Regions from separate parts of the Mus musculus genome. Here region 2 is linked to region 1. The links are chromatin contacts, called in public HiChIP or PLAC-seq maps. All regions are on one chromosome and are shown on one strand. Each heading gives the region's core, a stretch centred on a gene start, on an enhancer-like site or on the middle of the called end of the contact. The rest is flanking DNA. Distances are from core to core; before and after follow the strand shown. Region 1 holds the start of Inf2 (inverted formin, FH2 and WH2 domain containing). Region 2 holds the start of Ahnak2 (AHNAK nucleoprotein 2).

Evidence for each region. HiChIP or PLAC-seq counts read pairs in DNA pulled down with a chosen protein or histone mark.
Region 2: a contact with region 1 is called in a FOXA1 HiChIP or PLAC-seq map of pancreatic cancer cells. The contact joins the promoter of Ahnak2 here to the promoter of Inf2 in region 1. A contact is called at or near these places in 1 of 39 promoter capture datasets (neural stem cells) and 1 of 115 datasets of contacts at active chromatin or transcription factors (pancreatic cancer cells).

Annotation. Positions count from the first base shown.
Region 1 is chr12:112,585,964-112,592,514 of GRCm38.p6, forward strand. It overlaps Inf2 (inverted formin, FH2 and WH2 domain containing), which reads left to right and starts at 2,821. Exons shown (of 23, transcript NM_198411.2): 1 at 2,821-2,932.
Region 2 is chr12:112,793,007-112,799,557 of GRCm38.p6, forward strand. Ahnak2 (AHNAK nucleoprotein 2) reads right to left here and starts at 2,736. Exons shown (of 10, transcript NM_001378499.1): 1 at 2,607-2,736.

The sequences.
Region 1 (6,551 bases), core at 1,571-4,070:
TAGAGGAGTGGTGCGTGGATATGCTTTTACTTCTTCTATCACACCATCAGAAGGGGTCTCAGTGAACCCAGGAGGAAGAGAAAAGAAACAGTTTCCAAGAGCAAAAGATAAAAAGGAACACAAATGACAGAGGAAATGAAACCTAGTCTGCTGCTTCTTGGAGTCCCAGCCTGAATGAAGTACCCCCTCTGACTGTAAGGAGTCACCTGCTATACCTGCTGTTTGTCTGGGCTTTGTACACCAGGCCAACCATTCCACCCAGCTGGAAGCGTTCTCTTTGGAAACACCCACGCCTGCTTGCTTTGTTCCCAGAGAAGCTCAAGCTGGCAGTACTGAGGTCTGCTCCGCCCTTGCTCTGATCACAGCCAGTCTCTGGTTCTTGATGAAGCAGTAGTGAGCTCTCCTCAGGTGGAGGCCCCAACATGTCCACATGGGGCACACTCTCAGTGTGGGCAGGTGTGTGGGACTCTACCTGAGTGTGCAGTCAGCCCAGGTCATGGGTGGCTGGTGCAGACCTGCATGTCTGTAGGCATCTAGTGTTAAGCTTCGAGGAGCCCTGTGTGTACTTCCAGCTGTGAGGACAGACTCACACTCCAGAATTTGTGCTGCCCATAGCTATGGTTACTAGAAAGAAAGCCATTTGGGGCCCAGTGTGCTGGGTATGGCCAGAGAAAGCACATTTCTGAGGCCACTTTGGTAATGCACCCGAGGGTGACAGAGGAGTAGAGAAAGAACAAGCAGAGAGAGACAGAGAGAAAGACTCACAGAGAGAAAGAGACAGAGAGGCAGACAGAGACAGAGAGACAGACATAGACACAGAGACACAGAGACACAGAGAGTCAGAGACAAAGACACAAAAACAGACACAGAGACACAGAGAAAGACAAAGACAAGCAGACAGAGACACAGAGAGAGACAGAGATAGAAAAAGACAGAGAGGCAGACAGAGAGAAACATAGAGACATAGAGAGACAGAGACACAGAGAGAGACACACAGAGAGAAAGAGACAGAGAGGCAGACAGAGACGAGAGACAGAGACAGACACAAAGACATAGAGAGAGAGAGAGAGAGAGACAGACACAGAGATATAGAGGGACAGACACAGAGACAGTGAACCAACAGAGACAAAGAGACACAGAGACACACAGAGAGAGACAGAGAAAGAGAGAGAGAGAAACACTATGGTAGCACAATCCTGCAATCCTATTACTTTCCAAGGGCTGCGACAGGAGAATCGATATTTCTAAGCTATGTAGTGCAACAACTCACAAAACAATCAAAAAAGGAAATGGGAAAGGCCCGAGAACAGCCACCGCACTCAGGCAGGTGACGCTCCTGAAGCAGAAACGTCACTTCTGTGGCCACAGAGAGCCCAAGCTGAGGTTCAAGGGAAACTCCCACTCCTGCAGCATCCAGAGCCACAAACTGCCAGATCTCTGAACCCTGACCCCAGCTACCAACTAGCTACTCTGCCCGCTTCATCCTGCTCTGGCCTCTCATGGCTTGGCCTGACCCTGAGGAACAGCTCCAACAGGGCCGCACCTCCCTCAGGGCCACTGCAGAAGAACCTGGAAAGATGACACAGTTCCCAAACACAGCCACTGCGGTCTCATGGGGGGATGAGGGAATGAGGGATGGTGACAGGCTGAGGCCAACAGTCCTCCAGGCTGGGGCCATAGTCACATTCCTCCTTTTGGGTAAATAAACACACCCTCTGACCAAAGGCCCAGGACAGAGTGAGTAAACCTTGCTGACCCCTTCCCAGAAGGAGCCACCAGACCTAGGTGATGTTGGGTAACCAGAATTGCAGCCCAGACAGAAGGTCTCTGTGCTGAGCGTTAGTGGGGCTGAGTGGCTCATTTGGTGGCTGCAGGGACTGTGCATTCTAAGAACAGCTGAGTCCCACTACAGGAACGGCCAAGACTTACATCCCAGGCTGGGCAGTGTCCAAGAGCCAGTCAGCACCTGCCTTGGCGGTGCACACCAAGCACTTTGGGGCCATCCCAACACTGGCTAGCTATCAAAGGTTGCTTTTGGCCCTGCGCTTGAGATGATAGGGCCGAGCAGGGGGCACAGAATACTGAGATGGACATTTACAGGCAGCCAAGGCTGTGCTTAATCCCATGTGGCAGAAGAGCACATAAACCCCCAAGCATGATGCTGTGTCCAGGATAGAATGGCTACAGGAGATCCAGAGCCCTTCACTCTGCCCACCCGCCACATGCCCTCCACCCAGCTTGGAAGATTCAAGGCTCAAGTAAGTGGAGACCCTTTATTCACGTTCATAAACCTTTTAAAGGTACAACTTCAAGCTGGAGAAACTGAGGGCGCACAGCCCAGGCTAGGGCCAGGGAGAGCACTTCAGCAGGTCCTCAGGACAGAGCTAGAAACTGGAAATAGCTACCTCCAGTGAAAAAAGGATGAAGGTAGGGACATCGGAGGACTCTCAAGATCAGCAGCCTACAGCAGGGCTCCCGTGTGGGAGGCAGAGCTGGACCAGAGGTGGTGGAGAACCTGACCAACTCGTGAGTCCACCAGATGGCCAGCGTAGGGGAGAGATAAGGAACGTGCTAGGGAGCCTGGGCGGGAACTGACAGTGAGGTCGGAGGCAAAAGGGCCATTCCCAGCAGGTCTCTAGAGAGTCCCGGAATGTCCCATTCCTTTTCATCTCTCCGCCCCCGCAGAGATGCCAGACCCGGGTGGGCAGGGCTTCCTTGGAGACCCCACCCCGCCCCGCCCCGGGCAGCACCGCCCCCCACGTGGCCGCCGCCGGGTGGGGCCGCACCTCCCCTTCCTCCCTCCAGCCCCGCCCGGCCCGCGAGCGCGGTTAGACTGTGCGGAAAGCAGCCGCGAGGCCGCCGCCCGCAGCCCCAGACGCTCCGGCGCCGGGACACAGCACTCTGCACCATCTCTCGGCTGTACCCCCACCCGGTAAGTCCGCGGCTTCGGGCTAGCCTGGAACGCAGAGGGAAACCGAGTCTGGGGGCAGTGAGGGAAATGGTTGGGGTTGAGGAGCGGACTGCCGCGTGTGCACCAAGGTGGCCAAGAACCTGGTCCCGCGCTCTTGGCCCTCGACTACGGGCTGATATGGAGATGATGCTCACTGCTCATAGGGTGTTTGCTCCGGGTCGGACTGGAGGAGTTCCCCCACCTTGCGGCTACCACATCCTGACCATGAATCAGCCACAGTTGAGAAAATAAACTTCAACTGGAGGTCCGCCTCCGGGATAGCACAGGGCGAGCTTGCGGCCCCGCCCTGACAGCTAGCTTCTAAAGATGCCCGCCGCCGGTGGGCTAAGGCAGACCTGAGAGAGTGACACAGCTCTGTTTCTTGTGGCTACCCCTGTCTACCCTCCTCCTGGGCAAGGACGCTGGGAATGAAGGTGATCTTAGCAGAAAGCCCAACTATGCTTTGGTGGACTCCCTAGAGGACTATGGGATGGAGAGCCGTCTATGGGCCCGTGTGTCCCGTCTTCTAACCGCTCAGTGCCCGGTGGCACACGGTGACAGGTTGGACACACCAGGAGTCAGCGGCAAAAATGACCCTGCTCCTTCCTGCCTTGGGCTCCAGGTCAGTGCACCCACTCTAAAGCTTGCACGCCCGGGTCGAAGCCAGAGTTGGGAAGTCCCTCCTTACCCGTCCTCTCTGGGCCTCAATTCCTTCTCTAAACTTGAAGGGTGAGGAGAGTGTCTCAGACTGTATCCCTTCAGGGTGTCACCCAGGGCAGGGGGCATTTGGGAAGCAGACACTGTAACCCCTAGAGCAAAAAAAAAAAAAAAAAAAAAAAAAAGGTGTTTGTTCCAAGGCTGGAGACTAAGGCTTCTCCCTGTCCCAACCCATTGGTTGGGGAGCAGCTGTGCAAGTTGACCTAGCTGGGGGTCCCCCTAGGACCAGGTAGGAGTTGCCCTGCCTGGCTCTGCCTTCCTACCTTTTCCTGGCGGTCTCTAAGCTTCCCTCCCTGGTACCCAAGCAGGCTGTTGGCAAGGGTTCTGCTCCTGAGGGGTTAACCTCCAGCTGAGGCCCCTCATTTTGTGGGGGTGCTGATGGCTGTCTAGCTAATTGCACCCATCTCGCTGTGCTGAGACCTGAAAGCACCTACCTTAAATAGACTCGTTCACCTTCTACCAAAGTGCACTTGTTACAGGGGAAAGTTTTCAGGCTTATGAAAGCTGTTGGAGGAGGCAGGAGAATTGCAGGATGGTGGGTGATGGGGACACCTGTGGGTGCAGGCAGGCTGCTGCTGGGCCATTCTGGGCAGGAATGGTGGCGGTCTCCGGAGTAGGCTGAGTCCTTGGGCTCTGTGAGGGTCCTCACGGTCTGAAGGATGGGGCCTAATATTGTACTGCCTGACCCTGCACACAGCAGGTGTTTAATAGGTGCATAGTTCCTTGGCCAGTGGGCATTGTGGTTAGAGAGGGTATACCTCTCTCTTTTTAGAGTGAGCTTCAGAGTTAGTCTCTCGGGGCTACCATAAGGGGAACCATAAGGGGAACGGGCCTAGGAACATCTGATGTAGAAAGGGACGATGGACCCCCCCCTGTCACTGGAGGTGTGAGAATGGGGCCCTAATATGTGGCCTTCACCCTGGTTAGCCTGACCTAAGTGAGGAAGGTCTTGTGAGAATGTTCAGACAGCCTGGGCCTTGAACCAAAGTAGGATCTGTTTAGAGCTACCCCTGCTCAGCACCCAGTACATGGATCTGTTCACAGCTACCACTACCCAGCACCCAGTACATGGATCTATTCACAGCTGCCCCTACCCAGCACCCAGCACCCAGTACATGGATCTATTCACAGCTGCCCCTACCCAGCACATGGATCCATTCACAGCTACCAGGGCACATAGCACATGTCAACACCAGCTGTACAGGAACTGGGTAGGGGAACGTGCCGGCTGAGCCTGTGTTCCCTGTGCCCCTGTCCTAAAGTGTGATTACATAAGGAACAGGACTGGAGCTAATTAGTGCCAGTCCTTTGCTGGGGCTACCTCTGTCATCCCTCGAGCACTGTCCCCAATCCCTATTCCCCTCACCTCCCACAGTCTGTGAGCAGGTCTGCGTGCTGAGAGGAGACAAGCCAAGGGCTGACGGGACCCATCTGGCCCTTTGGCTCTCACTTTGTCTGGAGAGTATGTGAGCTACTGTCTGTTCCGACAGGAGGCACTTACAGTGCCTGGTGCTGTAGACATCAGGTCCTGTCCCCACATCACCCCCTGCCAGGAGGTCGTATCCAGTCATATGCCACACAAAGCCCTCTTACCCCCGTATTCCCTATTATGGAGGTGTGAGGATGAGGCCCTAATATGTGGCCTTTGTCCTGGTAGCCTGACCTAAATGAGCAAGTGTTCGCCACATGACAAGGTCTCAGGACTGGACACTGCAGTTCAGAGAGTAGAAGGCTTTGTCCAGGTCAGGTAGCCTCTGCTGAGTGTCTAGACGGGGTGTGTGAAAAGCAAGCTCACCCTCCAGTCTCCCTCTCCTCCAGTGACTATAACAGGACCTGCTGCCTTGAACACCTAGTGCCCGGTTCATCAGGTATTGGTAGATGGAGTCGGGTGTGGCTGAGGGGGATGTCACAGTTAGTGTTGCTATTGCTGTGATAAAACACCATGACCCAAACCGACAGAAACATAAGACAACCTGAGGAGGAAAGGGCTTACTTCATCTTACAGCTCCCAGGCCACAGTCCATCACTGAGAGAAGACAGGGCAGGAACCCGAGGCAGGAACTGAAGCAGAAGCCAGGAGGAGGACTGCTTACTGGCTTGCTTCTCAAGGCCTGTTAACCCTGCTCTCTTAGGGTATTTCCAGGACCACCTGCCCGGGGAAGCACCACCTTCCATGGGCCAAGCCTACCCACATCCATCACTAGTCAAGAAAATGCACTGTAGACTTTCCCAGAGGCAATGTGACAGAGGCCTTTTCTCAGCTGAGGATCCCCTTGCCAGATGACTCTAGCTTGTGTCAAGTTGACTAAAGGGTGTGCACCTCAGGCCAGGACTCTTCACCACTGTGTGAGGACAGGACGGCCAAGGCTGCTTTCCTGTCCCACCCTCTCGATGGCTTTCCTTTCTGTAGGAAGCAGACAGGACAGAAAAGGGGATGGGACAGTCTAGAAAGCCTCTGTAAGTCTCCTGCCCCTGGCTAATTCCTGTGGCATGTGGACTCCTGGGAAGGCAAATGGGCTTGAGGAGGGCAGCCTAGACCCCAAGAGAAGCCTGGCAAAGTCATAGTACCTGGGCAGCAGCCCCTTCCTGGGCTGTCATAGCATCCCATATGTTTGCAGAGCTGGACTTGCTCAGAGCATCCCAGATCTACGCGTACTGCGTTGCCATGGGCTCTGCCCCACCAGCAGCTTGTATGGCCTGCACTGACAGAGTTCCTGCTGACTAGAGCCTGGGTGTAAGGCTCTTAGTGGATGGGAGGCACCAACATCAAAGCCAAGCACTGAAGCCAACCCAAGACCCAGTGGGGTCAGGAGGGTCACACATATCTGCTTAGCACACCTGACCCAGGACCCACCACCTCCAACCAGCCAGCACCAGCTCCCAA
Region 2 (6,551 bases), core at 1,486-3,985, 210 kb after region 1:
AAGCAAGAGGCGGACCAGCCCTGGCCCTGCTGCCTGGGGTTAGCAAGCTCCCGTGTTCACAATCCCACCCACACAGCCCTCTTTTCCTTGTAAGGATGAGAGCAATGGCCCTGCTCAGAGGCATGGACTTTGCCACCAGGCTCTACTCCAGGGGCTAGCAGGAGCCCACCCGTCCCTACCCCACCCCTGCCCAAGAATGCACAAAGAGGCCATGGAAACCCTCCTGGTTGCAGAGTGGAGGCTGCCTGCCCCTGCCAGCTGTGGGAAGGACGGAAGCCTGAGAGCCCAGCCTCGCCCACCTAGAACCCGACGCCCAGGCCTGGGCGACAGGGAAGCTACTTAAGTACCTGCCCACATATGTCTCTCAGAGGCAGCTCTGTAAACAGCCCAGCTGTGAACACTGCCACCTTGATAATGACACAGGTTGTTGATAGTCACCAAAGCCCTGTTTTATAGAGGAGGAGATGGGGACACACCTGAGCCAAGCCTAGCAGGTCTGGCCACTGTCACCTGATATTCCCCCCAAATTCCCTGGTCCCTCCTCAACACCACAAACCCTTCGCTCAGTCCCAAACATTGCCGTTAGCACCCCACTCCTACAGGCACAAACCTGCACTCAGGGCATGGTGGGGCTGGGTAGGGGTACGGTGGGGGTGCCATGGTGGAGGCCCCCGGTTTGGAGAAGTTGGAGTTCCAGGAACTGGGCTGTTTTATGGTAGAGGTGAACATGTCAGCCTGGGGGACAGTAAGGGAGGGAGGCAGGGGCTCCACAGAAAGGCACGCTGCCCCCACCATCCATGGTCACCTCTCTGTTGAGGACCGACAGCAGGGCCATGGAGGCAGGGTGGGACATTCACTTAAACAAAACTAGAGTTTGCATTCAGACTGCTTTGACTTCCAGGTGGGGCCTGTTTCGGAGGGCGTATTTGCATGTTACCAGGACATTGAGAAAACTGGCTGAGAGATCCACAGCTGTCCAGTAGCCCGAGACATGTATAGACGTGTCTGGCCAGGGGTGCCCCTCTGAGCTTACAGCAACAGCCCAATATGAAGCAGTGGCAGTTAGGGCCCAGGGCAGGCTCACACTGGGAAGGCCTCTGCTTTCAGATTGGGATCCTTGCATCTTCATGAGCTCGCATGCACCCCACCTTGCATGTCCTCAGGCCTCGCCCAGTCCTGGAACTTCACAAAGCAAGTGCTAAGCTGGGATGACTGTCATGAGACTTTCAGACCTTGTGGAGCAACACCCCAGGCAGTGGCGGGCCTGCCCACTCCATCCCCCAGTGCTTCTGGAGATAAGACCGAGACTAGGAAGAGAGCCAGCTCCGAAGGGCTGAGCCACCTGGTCCAGGGCCAGAACTCTTCCCCGTATAGACCAGCCTGGCCCAGGAAAATGTTCACATTTTTCTTTCTTAAAACAAGCTTCCTGGAATCACCTCTGCAAGACCTCTCCCCCTGCCTCAGCTCACTGCTTCTCCCTGTGCCTAGGCCCTCTCCCATGTGGGACATTTCATAGGCTGCTCTGCGCCCCTCCCCCCACCCCCAGGCAAACAAGCGGGCAGTGAGGCAGTCCTGCCGATTGTCTCTACATCTCCCAAGGACTTGGAGGGAGCTTGATACACAATGAGCACTAGTACAAGAAATGGCTAAGGAAGGGAAAGAAAATGAAGTGGTCAAAACTCCTGTGGCAACTTGTGGCCATTAATCCCGGCACTCGAGAGGCAGAGCCAAGATGACAGGAAACTCAGGGCTGGTCGGTCAGAGCTGCACAGTGAGCTCAGAGCCAGTGCAGGCTATTTGAGAAAGAACCTGCCTCAAAAATCAAAATAAAACGGCAATGAGCACCCCTGCCCAGACACTTAGAAAGAGATGCAAAGGACCAGTAGGTGGGCCCAGGCCAGCCGCTGTATCTGGAGAATCTGAGACACAAGAAATATACTAAGCCCATCAACCCCCAAAGACTCAGAAGCCAGCAGAAGCCGCCACACCCTCAACCACCCAAGAACAGACCAGCCACCCCACTCTGTTGAGTAAAAGGACAAAATTCTGGACACCAGGGACAGTGTGACCCAACGTAGGTAGTCCACAACTCCAGTCCCATCTTGGATACCCCCAGTAAGCAAGTTGGCTGTTGTCTGAGCCAACTTCTATGGCCACCCCAGGCTTTTGTACATCAAACCAGATCAGTAGACAAAATCTGGGGACCTCTCCCTGAGCCACAAGACCCAACCTTGCGGTTCTGGATCCTGCTACTAAAATAGCTATTTGGTCCCTTTGGCACCAAGGTCCCTCACAACTTAGGCTTCCTCCAAACAAAAGCTACTACCTACACCAGACAGCGGCACGGCTCGGACACTGGGAGTTCTGTGGCAGCCCACAGCCTGCAGTGCAAACCGGGAGGTACTGCTCCAGGCCTTCTTAGTCCCGAGCCCTCAGACAGTTCCTTGTTAGCGTTTTTCCCAACCCAGCCTGGCTGGCCCTGGCACAAGTTACTTGGAGCCACAAAGAACTGACACCCCCCATCCTTCAACATCAGCAGGAAGATGCCCGGCCCAGCTCTGCCCCTGAGGCCTCCCTTGCTGGCTGCCCATCGGGCCCCCTCTGACCTGCTGAGTGGTGAGAGGGGCAGGTGCTGCAGGGCTGAGCCCAGGAGGGGACAGGGTGCAGAAGGGGTGCAGCCACTTCTCCGAAGAGGACACGTTCCCAAACTTGTCTAGAAGAGATCCTGGGCCGGCTACCTCCCACCAGATCCTCCCCTCCACAGTCCCTCCTCTCACTGTCCCTCCTCCCATGTCTTCAGCCAGGCTAAGAGCCCGTCCAACCCCCCCTCCAGCGAGCGCACGCGCGCGCGCGCGCACACACACACAAACACACACACACACCCTACCAGAGGGAGTGGGTGGTTCCCCTCACATGCTCCATTCCATCTCTGGGAGCCAGGGACCCCACCCCAGCTCCCCAACCCCCACCAGCTCAGGCAGCTGACCTGAAGAGGAAACGCCTGCTGTCTGACTCACAACCACTACCCCAGCCAGTTACTGTGTAAGCAGCCGCCTTTTGTGTGGATACGCAGATATGAAGCAGGTTCTCCCATTCTCAAGCCTTGGGTCTCAGTTTCCCTTGTGGTGGCTGGGGGTTCTAGAAAGAGAAGGGGGCTGGGTGTGGTGGTTCACACCTGGGAGACAGAGACAGGCAGATCTCTGTGATTTTGAGAGTTGCCTGGTCCTCATAGCAAATCCTAGAACAGTCAGAGCTACACGGTGAGATCCTGTCTTTAAAACACACACACACACACACACACACACACACACACACACACACACACACACCATTTAACCAACACAACACCTTCCTACCTAACCCTCTGGCAAATGATGTCTCCTGAACCTGAGCTGCTGTGAATGGTACTGCATAAAATAGGTGTAGCTGGAACTGGAAACTGACATTTGTGCTTCCCTTGTACCCTTATTATTTAGAGATTAGTGGTGGATGAGAAGCCTGCATGCATCCTTGGGCTTCAGCCCTCAAGGCTCCCATTGCTCAGCTCTGTTCCCTCTCCCCTCAGACCAGCTCCACTCTCAGCCCCTGCTAGCTCTAGGTGGCCAGCAGACCCAGGCAGGAACCACTGGGTGTACTAGCTGTCGCTGTTTGGGATCCCAGTGCCGGCTCTGGGCACCTGCACCTGTGGACAGGCTACAGCAGGCTTGCACGCACAGCTAAGGCTAAGGGGTCGAGGACAGGGAACGGTCAACAAGGGCAGCCCTTAGAAACACACCAGATCCCAGATCGGCATAACAGGCCAGAAATGAGAGCCACTGGAAGAGGCAAGTGAGGCCACCTCAGAGAGCCCCAAGGACGGGAGAAGGCAGGGGTCACTGGTGGGCAAAGAGGCTTCAGGGACAGCCTCAGTCCGGACAGGCTTCCTTCCCCCAACCTTGGCCTGAAAACCTAACGGTCATGGATGGAGAAAACAACTCTATTTACAGGGCACAAGCCAGGCCAGCTCCCCACCTCCCGCTCCACGGCCCCACCCCCAAGACAGCTCTCACCTGGGAACTCTGTTTACTGCCTGACACCAAACCAAACCAAACTGTCAGCTCTAGGTGGAGTGAGGCTGGCTGAGTCATCAGGGAGCCGGAGGTGGGGGGGTGGGGGTGGAGAGAATGCTGTCCGGGAGCTGGAGATGGAGTGAGGGGGGAGAATGCTGTCCTGGAGCTCCCCTGCTGCCACTGGGTTCTCCTGAGCCAGGTCATCCATCCCATCAGCCCCTCTACCTGTGAGCCCCACAGTTCTGACTCCCCCCTTCCTCTTCTGTCCCTTGCCCCACCCACCTGAGGACCCATGATCACCTCCACCCCAAGCTCCTAGCTAAGGTGCACCATACTGCTGCACGGATGGATGGCTTGGGGACAGACGACAGGGCTTGGGGACGGTTGACAGTAGGGAAGAAGAGTTGGAACTGCGATTCTAGGGGGCCTCATGAGCTGCCTCTTGCCCATATCCAACCCAGAGGGGCTCGCTCACTCGACTCTCAGCAGGCTTTGCCTACCTCAGATCCTAAGGATGCCCACACACCCTGATCAATCCTTGATTCCACGTAGCAGACCCAGTGGTCAGGTTGAGTCTGTGGAGGGCATTGGACATCTGCTGAGTCACAGACCCAGGTGTCTGGATGTGTCGAGCGACGCCCACTGCACACACAAGTCCTGCTGGAAGCTGCCAGGACCCCACCCCCCCCCAGCCCAGCTCTTTAACAACATGGGAACTTGGCAGTGACAGTGACGAGACCGGGTGGGGCTGGGGGCAGCTGCTAGTGACTCAGCTGAGGGCATTCCCAGGGGATGCGTCACAGCACGGCCTGGGTGCTCTGCCACCCGCCCACCCTCTAGCAAGGCCTGCCAGTGAAGGAGCCACCCAATAGTGGGCTGGCAGCCAGGCATCTGTGACAGGCTGCCTTTCTTCCTCCTACAGAGGGTCCAGCTCTCAGGAAACAAGGGCCACTAGAGGATCCAAGAAGGCACGGGGAGGGACAGGGCAACTGGACTGCACTGCCTGCATGCTAGCTTCTGCTCGGTCCGGTCCTCCACTCTGCAGCAAGCGGGGGGGGGGGGCAGACTCCACTGGGAAGGGCTGAGTCACCTGCAGTTGCAAATCTCAGTGTGGGGCAGCCCCTAAGGGGCAGATGACAAGCTGTGGAAGAGTCCGGGTGAGGCCCTGAGCTGTGTGGAACCCTTGCTGCCTGCATCTTACTGGGTCAGGAAAGTGACTCGAGGTCCCTTTCCGACTGCCTCACAACACCCAGCCACTCTGCCCACCATTGGGATAAAAGGACTAAGTTCACAGCCAGGACCCTGGAGAGTGACCTCAGCTCTGTCCTCTGTTCTCACATGTACAGGTTGGGGCCAGGTGTGCACTGCAGCGTGCTGGCCAGGGAGGAGCTCACAGCCCGTGGCAGGAGCGGCTGGAAGTGTTTCTGCCATGTGTGGGGTGTGGGGAGTGGGGAACACAGCCTCCCGCCCCAGGCCTCCTGGGCCCCAATCCAATTTTCCGTCTGAGAAAGTGCTTCTGACTATTAAATATTTATCCCAGCAAGGCAGGCCTTGGCTCCCTTGGCCTGTGACTTCCAAAAAATAAAAAAATAAAAATAAATAAAAATAAAGGGAAACCCAGAGACAGAGGCAGAGAACAGGAAGAGAAATGCCCTTCGCAGGACAGCAGCTTCCCTTAGAATGGGGTCCAAAATTGGGAGTTCAATGTTTCCACCTATGACTCTGGTCCAAACTCACAGATACATTCTTCCTTCTGTCCAACTCCATTTCCCCAGCCCCTGTCCCCTACGCAGATCCAGCCTGGTGAACGTAGTTACTGCTGCCCTGTGGTCTCCCTCCTCATGGATTTTGAGCCCTCCGTGGCTCCTCCATGTATCCAGGCCACTGTCTGCTCTCTCCCCAGCGTTTTGGGACCTCTTGGCTATAGTGGTAGCAGCTCTCACTAAGTGGGCAGGCAGGGATGAGTGGACATCACTCAGACCTGACACCATCCCTGAGTGCAGGATCTGCCTCCTCCTCTTGGGCAGGGATCAAAGCTGGTGAGATCTTGGCGTTTTGCTCCTGGGTGGTAGTGATGCCCAGGTAAGATAAGCGTCTCACTCTCTCTGCCACGGCTAGAACCTCTCCTCCCTAGCCAAGCCGACCCAAGCTGCACCTGAAACACAAACAGCTTCAGTATAGGGTGTGGAGGAGGTCACAGAAGGGAGGACACAGAGGGCTGGAGTAAAATGCTCCCAGCAGGGGCAATGACTAGGCCTTCCCAGGTGGAGGTGGGCACAGCCGCCAGGGCCCAGGAGGTTAGGAAGCTAGAGGATCTGCCGGTTCCGTCTTCCTGTCTACACTCATGCTTTCTTGGCTGATAACAGCAGATGCAGCCTGTGGCTTGGAGAGAGCAGAATGAAGCCTGTTCTGTCACCTAACCCATCCAAATAAAGAGCCTTACTGGGCAGTGGAGATGCACACCTTTAATCCCAGTTCTATGATCCCAGCAGGGGCAGGGGG